Regions from separate parts of the Rattus norvegicus genome. Here region 2 is linked to region 1. Evidence: chromatin contacts called from public Hi-C data. All regions are on one chromosome and are shown on one strand. Each heading gives the region's core, a stretch centred on a gene start, on an enhancer-like site or on the middle of the called end of the contact. The rest is flanking DNA. Distances are from core to core; before and after follow the strand shown.

Region 1 (6,367 bases), core at 2,132-4,631:
TACAGCAAGACTTTGTCAGAAAACAAGCTAAGGAGCTGGGGAGATGGATGGATTTGCTGTTAAAGTGGTTGCCGGGCAAGTGTGAAGACCAGAGTTCAAGTTCCGGCTCTGACATAAAAAGCCAAGCAAAGCAGCATGACTGGAGGATGCATGGCTACTACCTGAGAAGTGGGACAGCCTCAGACAGAGACAGACAGACAGACAGACACAGACAGACAGACACTACCCATGGGAGGGCACACCCAGCATTGGGGATCCAGGGTAGAAACTGTTTTTGCTAAATGTGCTTCCTGAGTTTGGCTTTAATGCTTTCTTTTCTTTTTTTTTCAAGTGTTTTTTAAATTTTTATTCTTAAAATAAGCTTCTGAGAAAAAGCAGGAGTCCTGCGTGGCCAGCGAATCCAGGACCTTGATGTACAGAGGCAGTTACTCTGAGTGAATCTAGACATGATTCATCCGATTGTGCGCCCATGGATGCTCTAAAATGGAAGGAAAAGCCTCCTGAGCACAAACACATGAGTTCTATCTCCAGACCCCACACCAGCAGCCAGGTAGTGTGGCCTGCGCTTGTAATCCCAGGGCTGGCAAAGCAGAGATGCTGAATCCCTGGAGATTGCTGGCCAGGCCAGTGAGAAACATTGTCTCAAAATAACAAGTTAAAAAGAGGGTGGTGCCTGAGGAATGACGCTAGAGGCCGCCCTGGGGCCTCCCACCAGCTAAGAGAGCAGGGCGCAGTAGCTCTCCCTGTGGGAGAATGACAATCCCCAAAAAGTTAGTCAGCCCTCTGCGTTCCCAGCAAGTCAGGCATGTACATGCCCACATAGCCGTCCCCTGTCAGCAATAAAGCCCGCCCAATCGCCCACCAGAAATTAAGAGAGCTTGGCCTTATTAATTTGGTGTAACCTCAAGGGCATCTCTGAGACCAACTAATCCCCTCTTCCCCACCAGGCAAATTTTATAAGAACAGATTCATGGCTTTCATTAGTACTCATATGACTTTGAGGGTTTTCCCCTGATTTATGAAACTCCAAGTAATTGTGAACAGCATACACAATGGCCATGGTGTTTCGCCAGGGAACTCCGTTCCTTCCGTGCCTATCACATGCTGGGAGTTCTGCTACAGTAACCTTCGTGAAGATAACTGAAGGCTCAGTTTCACTGTGCGTGGGAAATACTTCAGATCTCCTCCATATCGTTCAAAAGCTGAGGAAGAGTGGGGGCGGGGTGGGCCCCGAGTTTGTGCCCTTCCTTTGATGAGAGCAGTTCTAGCAACCAGCTGAGTCCAGCTGCTTGCAAACTTTCTTCTTTGGTAACTTCATATACGTCTATGATGAATGTGAGACATTTTCACACACACACGCACGCACGCACGCATGCATGCACGCACGCACACACACCATTTCTCTCCCACCAAACACCTTCTCCACAAGCCTCCATTCTCTTTGCTGTTTTTCTGTTTAGTTGACTGGTTAGTTGGACACGTGAGTTTTTGTGGCTCTGTAGGGTTGCTTGAGTGAGTGTGGGTAGATGTAGTCACCAGACCGTTGCCAATCTAACAGTGACTTCTGAAGAAAACACCACCCTTCCACAGCAACCTTTCGTGCTAATAGCCGTAAGCTTTTCCTGGCTCCTGGGGAGGGGCGTGGTCGTGGAAGTTTCTCCACATCTTGAAACATTGAAGCTCCACTTGTGCAGGTGACCACTCATAGCACGCTTCCCCACTCTCCAGCTCTTGTGATCTTTCACCCTCCTCTTCCTCGGTGCTCCCTGAGCCCTGAAGTGGCTCACACAGATGTCTACTTAGTGTTCGGCACTCATCGCCCAGCAAGGAGCTCTTCAATGAGACGCTGCAGCAAGCTCACAGACCACAGTGCTGCCCTTCCACACAGTCACTCACCGGAACAATTAAAATGAAGCTCTGACTAGGAGCTTTTAAACTGGAGGCTCCGACAGACAACCACCTGAACGTCCTGGACCCACATCTGCAGGGCTGGCCGGAGTGAGCGGATGCCAGCACCTGAGTCTCTGGTGGAGTGTGCAGTAGCCCTTTGAGCTGCAGAGCTGGCTCGGTCCAACCATCTGCACGCTATTCATAGGGCTCTGGGTCCAGCAGGGAGATGGCTCTGCTTCCTTCCTGCCTACAGAGGCTGTGTGTGACTAAGCTAGGAGTGTAGCTCAGGGTAGAGCACTCACCCACCACACCCAAGGCCACAGGTTCTATCCCTAACATCACAAACAAGCGAAGATAATGTGACCACTAAACAGGACCTGGGAACTCTGCCCCAGGTCCCAGTTGCACACGGAGTCTTTGGCCTCAGTGGCTACATCTGCAGCATGGGCTAGACGGTGTCCAGAAAGCTTAGCACTCTTGGAATGTTCCAGTTGTCTTTTGAGAACTTCCGAATCCTCAGACTGGACCACTGAGCTGGTGACAGAGCTGGTGAGGTGGACACATTAGGTGGGGAGGCATGATTCTGCAAAGAGGTATGAGTCCAGAGACAGCGAGTAGACCCGTGAGTAGCTACTGGAACTGCCCTTGCCTACCAGGGCGGTAAGCCAGAGTGGAGAACCCACAGTGTGTATTCTTCTGCTATGGGTTCCCAGCAGTCTCCAGACCAGGCTCCAGTGAGCTGGGGAGGTGTGACGTGTCTCCACCCTCCCTTCCCTCTCCTTCCACTTCTGCCTTCTCTGTCTTTGTTCTCTGTGCAGTAACGGTTCCCAGAGACCCCAGCACCTGTCTGGCTTTGCCAAGTCTCAGGCTTTGCAGCCTTTCTCTCCCCACCCCTCCACAGCCTGCCCATTCCCCATCTTCCAGATCACAGGACAGCTAGCTATCCTGCAAAAAGCCTTTCTTAGGGCCTCGGCAGCCATGGTTTCCCAACAGAAGGATGAGTAAGCGACCTGGCTGTCTCTCTGCCCACCCGCTCCTGGGCTGTGACTCCTGGTTTAATTTGCTCATCTAGTAATTATGAGGTACCTGCTGCATACACCGTCCAGGACCCAGCGTTCTACTCTTGGGGACAAGTTACGCTACTGGATTCCCAGGGTGTGTGGAGCATCAATAAGGCTTACGAACAATAGGACAGGAAAGGAGAAATGGAGGCAAGGTATCTGGGCAAAACAGAAGCCAAAGAAAACCTGATTCACCGTCAGCTGTGGGACCAAGTTCAAGCCCCGAGACCAACAGAGTTTTGTGTGCACGTGGATGAGGCCACAGGAAGCTGCAAATGTGTCTAGGTGCAACCGCCTTTTTACCTCTGGGCTTCAGCGAGAGTCAGGTTTTAAAGGAAAATTGCCTTCCTTGGCCAGCTAGTCTTGCTGGCTGCAGGCACAGCCAAGAGTAAATCCACTGTCTACATCCTGGCGTGTGGGCTGAGGGATGGGGGAGGCACAGCTGTCACGACTCAGAGCCTTTCACTCGAAGAAGCTGGAGCCGCTTCGGGCCATGCAAACTCCCAGCGGGAACAAAAAATGAGAAATTGCAACCTGTTCTCCTGGGGAAATCTCTAGCTTTAATACAGTACAAGAGGAGGCACAGAAGCGCTTCACCAGAGATCCGTGTCCTGCTGAACAGGCTTGACCCTAAGGATTATCTGAGCATATTTTGAAATGCCAGGTCAGGGACGGGGGGGGGGGGGGTTGTGAGTGACAGGACCACTGGCCACAAAATATCCGACCCTTTCAGAGGTGGGTGCCCAAGGAGAGAGGCCGTGGTGTGGGCGTGGAGGCCTGTGTGTATTTATGTGCTTGGATGTGTTTGTAATGAGTCTTTGCACTATTCATGTTTGTATATGTGTGTGGTTTTGTGTGCATGCTGTGCGGTGTATGTGCGGATGACATCTGGGCATCTATACGTAGTGTGTCTGTGTCCATCACTGGATAAGAGCAAAGGAACCCAATTGGGTCGTCAAGCTCTCTGAGCTACTCTTGCCCCATGCTACGCACAGCCTCGCAGACCCACTTGTCACTGACAGCCGTTGTCCAGGTTTATAACTGCGGAGTTTCACTTTGTGGAACACCTCCTGTCCCTGGACGGTGAGTGTCCTTGTGCTGTCTGTCACCTTAGGGCCTGGCACACTGTGTGGTTTTGGCCCAAAACTGAGGGCCTTTTCTGAGTGTTCCTCTTTTCCTCTCCCTCCCTCCTCTCTCCCCTACCCGCCACACATCTGGAATCCAGATGTGATTCTGCCCCATTGCTCCCTCACTTGAATACACCGAGAATAAACCCAGGTGTCTGCAGCTGGAAGCCACATGGTGACTTTATCCAGCTTCAAGTTCATTTGAATAAGGCAAATACTTTATGTGGGGGACTTGGGGGCCTCCCTCCCTCCATCTTTTCTGAGGATAGAGCGGTCCTGCTACAGTCCCCAGGTGAACACAGCCTCCGGTGCCGCCGTACGTTATTTTAATGCAGACATCACTTTAAACTAACCTTTTACCATCTGTTCTGTCCTCTAACAACAAACGCAGAGGAGCCCAAGCAATTCTCTGCGGCGTCCTCAGCAGGGGGCTGGCGCGAGGGCTGCCTGCGCTTCCTGCTCCCTACCCACATTCGTGTCTGCGATGTTTTCCTCATTTTCCAGACACAAATCACAGGAAAGTGCTCTCCCCTGGCCCGCCAGGCTCCTTTATACAGTATTTCTTCTCCACAAGGTAAACTATGAGAGAATCTGAGCACTCCAAGGTCTGTGCAGAGAGCCCCCTGGACACCACACTCAGCAGCCCACGGCCGCTGTATGTCAGGAGGGGCTTCGGAGTGGCCCAGCAGAGGATCAAAGCACGATGAGTTTCCTTTACAAAAAAAAAAAGTATTAACTGTACGGCGGTTCCTTTCAGCACGGTTATAATTAATGCCCTTCTTGGCAGAAGGAGGTGGTAGAAGTTCTGTATGACATCACAGCATCTGTTCCAGGTCTACTGGAGACACCAGTCACTGCCCCTGGCTCCATGTGTCCCCTTTAATCACTGCACTTGAGACCTGACTGTGATCCCAAAGTCCAAGTCCAGAGTCAAAGCTACCAACATACCACAACCCAGAGGTGCCTAGTCCTCCAGGGCAGCTCCCTGTCCCTGTGCCATGAGCCACCTCACGACTGTGGGAATTGTCCCTTACCCTTCAGGCACCAAGAACACAGACACAGGCACAGGGCAGGCTGTCTCTCCACTAGACTCTCCGTGTCCCTGGTTATTAAATCCCGTTTTCTGCAAAAATGGAGACCAACCACCTCACCAGGGCAACATACGTGGGCAACTCAGACTCCGTGGTAGACTTTTTCTGCTATGCCCAGACCAGGAGGCATAGGTAACTCGGGTGATGATGGCTTCACTCTTGTGTAACCAGTTGTGGCTTGACCAGGGTAAATGCTGGCTTATTAAATGCAATCTCAGCTGGGGCCAGTGGTGCACACCCAGCAGCTCTCAGGAGACAGACACAGACAGGACTCTTTCAGCTAGGGGCTAGCCTGGTCTACATAGTGAGTTCCAGGACAGCCTAGGCTCCATAGTGAGACTGTCAAAAGGAAGGAAGGAAGGAAAGAAGGAAGAAAGGAAGGAAAGAAGGAAGGAAGGAAGGAAGGAGTGTGTGTGTGTGTGTGTGTGTGTGTGTGTGTGTGTGTGTGTGTGTGTGTGTCTAAGTCACTAGTCTATTACTGTGAAAAGACATCGTGACCAAGGCAAGTCTTAGGAAAGAAAGCTTTTAACTGGGGGCTTACAGTCAGTGTCAGAGGGTTAGTCCATTATCGTCACGACAGGGAGCATGGCAGCACGCAGGCAGATGTGGTGCTAGAGAAGGAGCTGAGAATTCTACAGCTTGATCCAAAGGCAGAAGGAGACTGTGTCCCACCCTGGGCATAGCTTGAGCATAGGAAACCTCCAAGTCCAACCCTTCAGTGACAGGACCTCCTCCAGCAAGGCCACACCTCCTAATAGTGCCACTCCCTAGGGGCCAAGTATTCAAACCCGAGAGTCTAAGAAGGCCAAACCTAGTCAAACCACCCCAGCTGCAGAGTTCTGCAGCCTGCTGAGGCGGGGAACCTGACCCCTTGTTCAGTTACATTTGTATCTTTTTTTCTGTTGTTGATGGTTCCTTTCTCTGCCTTAGCTTTTCTTTAAATCCTTTTCACAAGTTGGGAGCTTAGCTGGGTAGAGCCTTGCCCCGAGGTCACCACTCCCTTTATCCCTTTTTGGATCTGGCTTTTCTTTAAACTTTTTATCTCCTTGAGCACCGGAACTTCTGCCTTCTACCTTACACTTCCAGGTGCTCTTTTTCTCTTTAAACTGTACATTTTGCATTTTTCTTTACTCTGCTTGCTCCCTTTCGCTGAAGATGTACGTAAGAGAGACCACTGTTAGCAATAAGACACAGTCAA
Region 2 (6,303 bases), core at 2,112-4,611, 35 kb after region 1:
CCTTCAGAGGATCTGGCTTGGGGACATGACGGAGAATCACACTCCAAGCAGTTACTCCATGGCCACACTCGTGTGTGTGTGTGTGTGTGTGTGTGTGTGTGTGTGTGTGTGTGTGTGTGTGTGTACATTGGCTCCGTCATGACTGTGTCAGGCCATCAGTAAGCACAAGAGAAAGGCAGGGCAGATTGCCACGGTAAAGGTGTCAATCGCTGGTGTGGCCTGACAGGAAACTCGGCAGAACATTGTAGAAAAACTGATGAGCGTCTCTGGCCATCCCAGGCAAACAGAGAGGCTGCTTGATTTTTAGACTTTTTACAGTACCAGGAACTGACCCCAGGGCCTGTGCTGGTTAGGCCAGGGCTCCAGCATCAAGCTGCATCCCAACCCAAGAGTTTTTAATCACTGACTCCACAGGAAAACATCCCAGCAAGGGCAGAGCAGTGTGTGGTGATACAGGCACCCCCAGGAGCAGGGCTGCCTGTGGGACACCACCCCAGCAAACCCAGAGATATCCAGGCACTTCCAAAAATATCCACCAATATTCAGACGTGTCCAGAAACCCCAGTGACATCCAGACATGTCCAAAAATGTACAGACACATTCAGAAACGTGTGACGTGTCGTTGGCAAGGACATCTGCGTGGGGATTTTTAAGTGGCCTCTTCTACAGTGTTTCCAGAGCTTTCCAGACAACACCTCCCTACAACCTCCGCTTGGCAGCAACTCAAAAAAAAACAAGGCCAGAGAAAGCAGGACACTGTCCTTCCTTTCCCAAAGATGGAAACAAAACCACAGAGCCTGTCTCAGCTACCTTCCCAGCTCCACTCAGGACAAAAGCATCAGACCAGGTCAAAACCAACCAAACCCCAGGGACCCAGCACCCTGCCACTGGTTCCTAACGTCGTTCTGGGGTCCAGCCACAGCCTGCCCAGAGAGCCTGAAAGGGCCCTGAAACATGACTTTCAGAGTAGGGAAGACATGGCCTAAGCGCCAAGGGTACTGGCAGCATCTGAACCTGCTCTTGCCCATGCTGCTCTGGTCAGGCTGACAAGGAACCCTGGAGAGCCAGGGGCAGGTGTCAGCAGAGACCCAGGGAAAAGCTGGAATGGAATGCTAGAATAATAAAGCAGCACCCATTCCCCTGTCAGGAGCCCTGCAGGACCCTCGGGGCTGTGCCCTGCCTCCACTCCCAGAGCTCTCCCACACTGCAGCCACTGAACTGCCTGCTCGGGAGAGCCCCGTGCTTTCTGCTCTTGCCTCTCCTCCTCTCCTCAGACCTCTTCCTTCAAGGACTACCAGAAGTGGCCTTCAGAGGCATGGGGTCAAGGAGACTACCATGGATGCCAAGGAAGAGATAGGAACATCCACAATGTGACCTTCATTAACCTCTAAGCACGAAGGGATGGTGACAGATCCAGACAGGTTGGTCTCAGTCCCCAGATCAGGGTCTTCCTGGGCTCTGACAAGCAGCAGGGCAGAGCATAGCTTAGCTCAGGATCACCCAGTCACAGCCCACAAGCCAAGTACAACCTGTGCCTGCTTTGTAAGTTGCACCGGCACATAGCCATACATACACACACCTCCCTGTACCCATCCACAATGTCCCTCCATCGGTCCGGACACCGAGACCTTTCTTGACTTTCCCTGTGGCAATCACCAGATATTGGGTGCAGAGTGGCCAGAGCAGCCCCAGGGAGTCCACATCACCTGTTGCAGCAGGGCGTTCTTCCGTGTGGAGACTCCACAGCCCCCACTTGTTCAGATCTGAGGTCTCAGACAGGCAGCCAGAGACGACAGCCGCAGCCACAGATGGATGCTGTGTCTATTGGTTATCTCTGAACTTTGCCAGTGTTTAACCAGGAGGCTTTGTACACAAATCCTCTGGATCCTTCTAAAGCGCGGGCTCTCGCCTCTCAGCATTCTTCTCTGGAGGGACTGGGAGGCCAGGAACTGCCTGAGCCCAAATGTCTACAACCTCTGTCCCCCTGACACCACCCCCTGGCTAGCTGCACCGGGCATCGCGTGTTTACCACTGTTTGCGTCTGAGGAGGAGTAAAGGAAAGAGTGTCAGAGCAGCACCATGATCCCAACCTGAAGCAGAAAGGAAGGTGTCCTTTTGGTGACAAGTGTCTAGGCCACAGTTTCCGTGGTTTCCAATTTCCCATGCATTCAGACAGGCCCACCCTTCCGGTCTCACCCCAGATACCACACAGCAGGTAACACCTGTTCACACCTCCATCTGCCCTTTTGGTCCCTCGAGCTTCCTGTACAGACGCACACGTGACCACACTCATCTTCTCCTGTGCACACACACATGTGACCATCCTGTACACATATGTGACCATCCTGTGCGCACGCACACGCACACACACATACACACATGTGACCACCCTCATCTCCTGTACACACACACATGTGACCATCTTATACACATGTGTATACACACACATGTGACCAACTTCATCTTCTCCTGTGCACACACACACACACACACATGTGACCACGCTCATCTTCTCTATCCTTTCATGGTTTTACATCTTGCTCTGACTAATACTAGACCTGTCTTTTGATAACTCTATACCCTCAAAACTGCACTCCCCAAACTTCCTGGAGTGTGTGCGCATGCGCGCGCACACACACACACACACACGCACGCACACACACGCACACACACACACACACACACGCAAACAACCACATGCACATACACACATATGCTCACATGCACAAATACAGATGCACATGCACATACATACATACATGCACAGGTGTGTGCACACATGAATACACACACACACACACACACACACACACACACACACACATCCCACCTCCCCCAGGACCTTAGTACGAACTATTCTCTCTGCCTGCCACAGTCCTCTCCAAGCATATTAAGTGGAGGTTTTTACTTCAGTTAGCAGCACATGACTACCACCCTCTGTCCATGGGCACAGACATTGCCATGATCTGAAGTGACCGTTTTCCCTTATTTACTGCTTGCTTCCTTCCTTGGAGCACTGCTTCTCGAACAATGCCCCCCTTGGGACACTACTACACTGCGGTATCTGCGATTGCTCCTAACACCCCATGGGCAGTCTATGGACACTGCCCAGTGCTCACATAGAGCATGGGACACTGGGCAGCAGAGAGGTCCCCATTCAGAATGACCTGTCCTAGAGTCAACCTTGGAAAGACAGGAACCCCAGGAGTGGCTCACAGGCTTCAGGAGGAGAATGAAGAGGAAAGTGAAGGGCGGCAGTGTGCAGCCTGTGGTTTGAGTCAGCAGCCTGGAGGCAGCGCCTGAGAGCCAGCGGGGTGGCCAGAAAGGTCTGAGAAGGACTCCTCAGCTCTCCCTGCTTCGAGCAGGGTCATTCCTGCCACTCTAGCCTCCTTCCTATGTCATGGGTGGTGCTCAATGGAGAAGAGAGGTAGACAACATGGCTGAGAGCAGAGCGAAGCAGCTGAATCCACCCTGTGCCAAGCCTGAGGCTTGCTAGGCTGCCGGCTCCCCACCGGCAGCAGCAGTGGGGAGGAGGGGCCGTGTGCACCCCACTGAGAAGAGCTGCATTCTCTCTGCTTTTGATGCAGCAGAAAGAGCTGCCTGCTGGAAGGGGATGGGAGGGAAGCCCACTCGTGTGTCATAAAGGCAGTGCCAGGAGCAGGTGGCAGGTCTAGGCAGTAGGAGCCCCCAAGTGGTTCCGTAGCACACCACCCTTCCCCCAGACAGTGGAGGCAGAGAGTTACCACCCCAGGCTGGAGCAAGCAATGCTGAAGTCTGAGCAAGGAATGCATCTTTTGACTCAGCAGCTGGGAGCTGAAGTTTAAAGATTTATTTTTATTGGTTTTGTGTGTGTGTGTGTGTGTGTGTGTGTGTGTGCGCGCGCAAGGGAGAGAGAAACAGAGACAGAGAGACAGAGACAGACAGAGACAGAGACAGACAGAGACAGAGACAGACAGACAGACAGAGGCAGAGACAGAGATAGAGAGAGAGACAGAGACAGAGAGAGAGACAGAGACAGAGAGAGAGACAGAGACAGAGAGAGACAGAGATAGAGAGACAGAGAGAGACAGAGACAGAGAGAGACAGAGACAGAGAGAGACAGAGAGAGAGACAGAGAGAGACAGAGACAGAGAGAGACAGAGACAGAGAGAGACAGAGACAGAGAGAGACAGAGACAGAGAGAGACAGAGAGAGACAGAGACAGAGAGAGACAGAGACAGAGAGAGCAGGCCCACAGAGGCCAGATGAGTTCAATCCCTGGAAGAATCAAACTCAGGTCCTCTGCAAGAGCAGCACACACTCTGAACCACTGAGCCATTTTTCCAGCTCCAGAACCTGGTTTTTACTCACATCCTCGAGTGAGGATGCTCGGGAAGCCCAAATCTCAGGGACTAGGACAGTCAGTGGAGGTTTGCCCAAGACCCAGGCCCTTGGAAGCCACCCTTTCTGGGAGCTCTGCTGTCAGTGTTGACTGCATATGGCCAAGTCCTCGTCACCAAGCATTCATCCACCTGGGCACCCGGTGAGGTGCACATATCTTTCCCCACTCCACCCCAGGCAAGGAAAGCCCCAGCATTAGGACAGGGCAAAGCACTCTGCCACACCGTGGGGCAATGCTGCTCAGTGGTCTGCGCACACATGCATCACCTTATCCTGGCACCGGATGCAGAAGTAGAGCGACCCACAGACAGGCAGGAATGCTCCATGACTGGATTCAGCCTGATGAGGCCCTGTGGAAGCCTGGGAACTCTAACCACGTCTCCCAGCAGCCCCGCAACCACGGAGGACAATGAGCACAGAGGCCCCTTGGGCTCCCAGGAGACAGAGCGGTCCATGAGAACAGTGCTGTGTAGCCCCTTCCACGATGTCCCAAGGCCAAGGTCTGCAGCCTATGAAGGCTTCCACAGGCAGCAGTGGTGTGGGGGGAGGAATGCATGCAGCCCGCTGAGGAGAGCTGCACTTTCTCAGGGGCAGTCTTCTAGTGCCAGCACCTTAAGCTGTGAGGCACACGCTGTGAGGTTCACCCACATACTGCAGTCAGCTCACCCAGGGCTACATCTGCCTAGGTCCCAGGCACTTTCATCACCCTGGGGAGAAGCCATACAGCGCTGGTGCCCCATCTACCCCCATAGGGAGCCTCTATCTGTGGGCTCGCCTGATGCAGACACATCGCCTTTGTAAAGACATCCTTGTGATTTTTCTGGACCTGGCTCATTTTCATCAGGCTCCGAGGTTCGTCTGGGCATAGCGGGTGTCGAAATGCTATTCCTTTTCAAGGCTGGGTGATACTCCACCATGTGGACACACTATGTTTCAAGTACTCTCCATGGGCTACTTGACCTTTGTGGGCGGTGCTATGTGCGCACTGGTGGGTGCCGTTCGTGTAGACACCTGTTTTTAGCCTTTGGATCCACACCCAAGAGTGGGGTTTCTGGGTTGCCTGCCAACTCTAGGTCCAACTTTTCACAGTTTCCACAGCGCCCTTGGACGCCCCTGCCCCACAGCTGGCCCTGCAAACCCCCTCACCTCACTCTCAAGCACAGAGCAGTCTCTAGATGGTGAGCAACAAAAGAGCAGCCTCAGCTACTCCACTTCTCAGTGGGGCAGGGGTCCAACAGTAGCCAGTGGGAAAGTCCAAAAGTATCAACCCTTGACCGGCACAGAACAGCCCTGAGCCTGAGACGGTCCCGAGACCCTCTCTGAAGGGCCAGCATGGCTTTGACCTCAGTGGATGATGAAGGGATTGAGGGAATGTCTGGGCTCTCGGCCTCAATTTATATCCCCCCTACTGACTGCCTGCTAGGATCAGAGAGCCCAGAATAAGTAGGAGGTTTGTCTTGTGGGTGAGGCAGTCTCAGCGTTTACTGGGGCAGCGCCTCAGGGGAAGTTGGGAGCTCCCAGCTATGGCTCAGCCTGACCTAGAGAGTGCAGCTAGCTGGGCAACAGTCCAGGGTGGCAAGGGACTCTGCCTGCCTACAGGGACACGCTGTGGAATCTTTGCTACTTTCTAGGGCAGGCCGACTGATGCATTATTGATGGGTGTTCTGCAGAATCTGCATGCTGGGCTGCAGGGATGCAGATGAAGGCCCCAGGGATGGCCGTTCTGGTTACCTTCCTGCTCTCTAACTTGAAAATGGTTGGATCACTTTTTATTGAATCCACTGGAACTCCACTGCTGATACTGGGGCCAGGTCTGGGAGCACGTGCCCTGTTCTCTATACCTAATGGGAGCTAAGGAAGGGGTGCCACAGGAAAGCAGTTGGCCAATAGGGATGAGCCCGAACATAGTGTGCCAACTGTACC

Evidence for each region. A called contact is a pair of places that touch in the nucleus more often than the background predicts.
Region 2: a Hi-C map of the A7r5 cell line shows a contact between it and region 1, with 2.1 times the contacts expected there. The contact joins two enhancer-like sites. A contact is called at or near these places in 4 of 12 Hi-C or Micro-C datasets (the A7r5 cell line, frontal cortex, kidney and 1 more).

The regions. Positions count from the first base shown.
Region 1 is chr3:187,312,755-187,319,121 of GRCr8, forward strand. All of the region lies in intron 4 of Cdh4 (cadherin 4), which reads left to right. Among named protein-coding and RNA genes, the nearest start is that of Taf4, 150 kb to the right of the region's middle. Within about 2 kb of position 3,382, at least 12 of the 93 cell types and tissues checked have an H3K27ac peak or open chromatin away from gene starts, as enhancers often do.
Region 2 is chr3:187,347,665-187,353,967 of GRCr8, forward strand. All of the region lies in intron 7 of Cdh4 (cadherin 4), which reads left to right. Among named protein-coding and RNA genes, the nearest start is that of Taf4, 110 kb to the right of the region's middle. Within about 2 kb of position 3,362, at least 14 of the 93 cell types and tissues checked have an H3K27ac peak or open chromatin away from gene starts, as enhancers often do.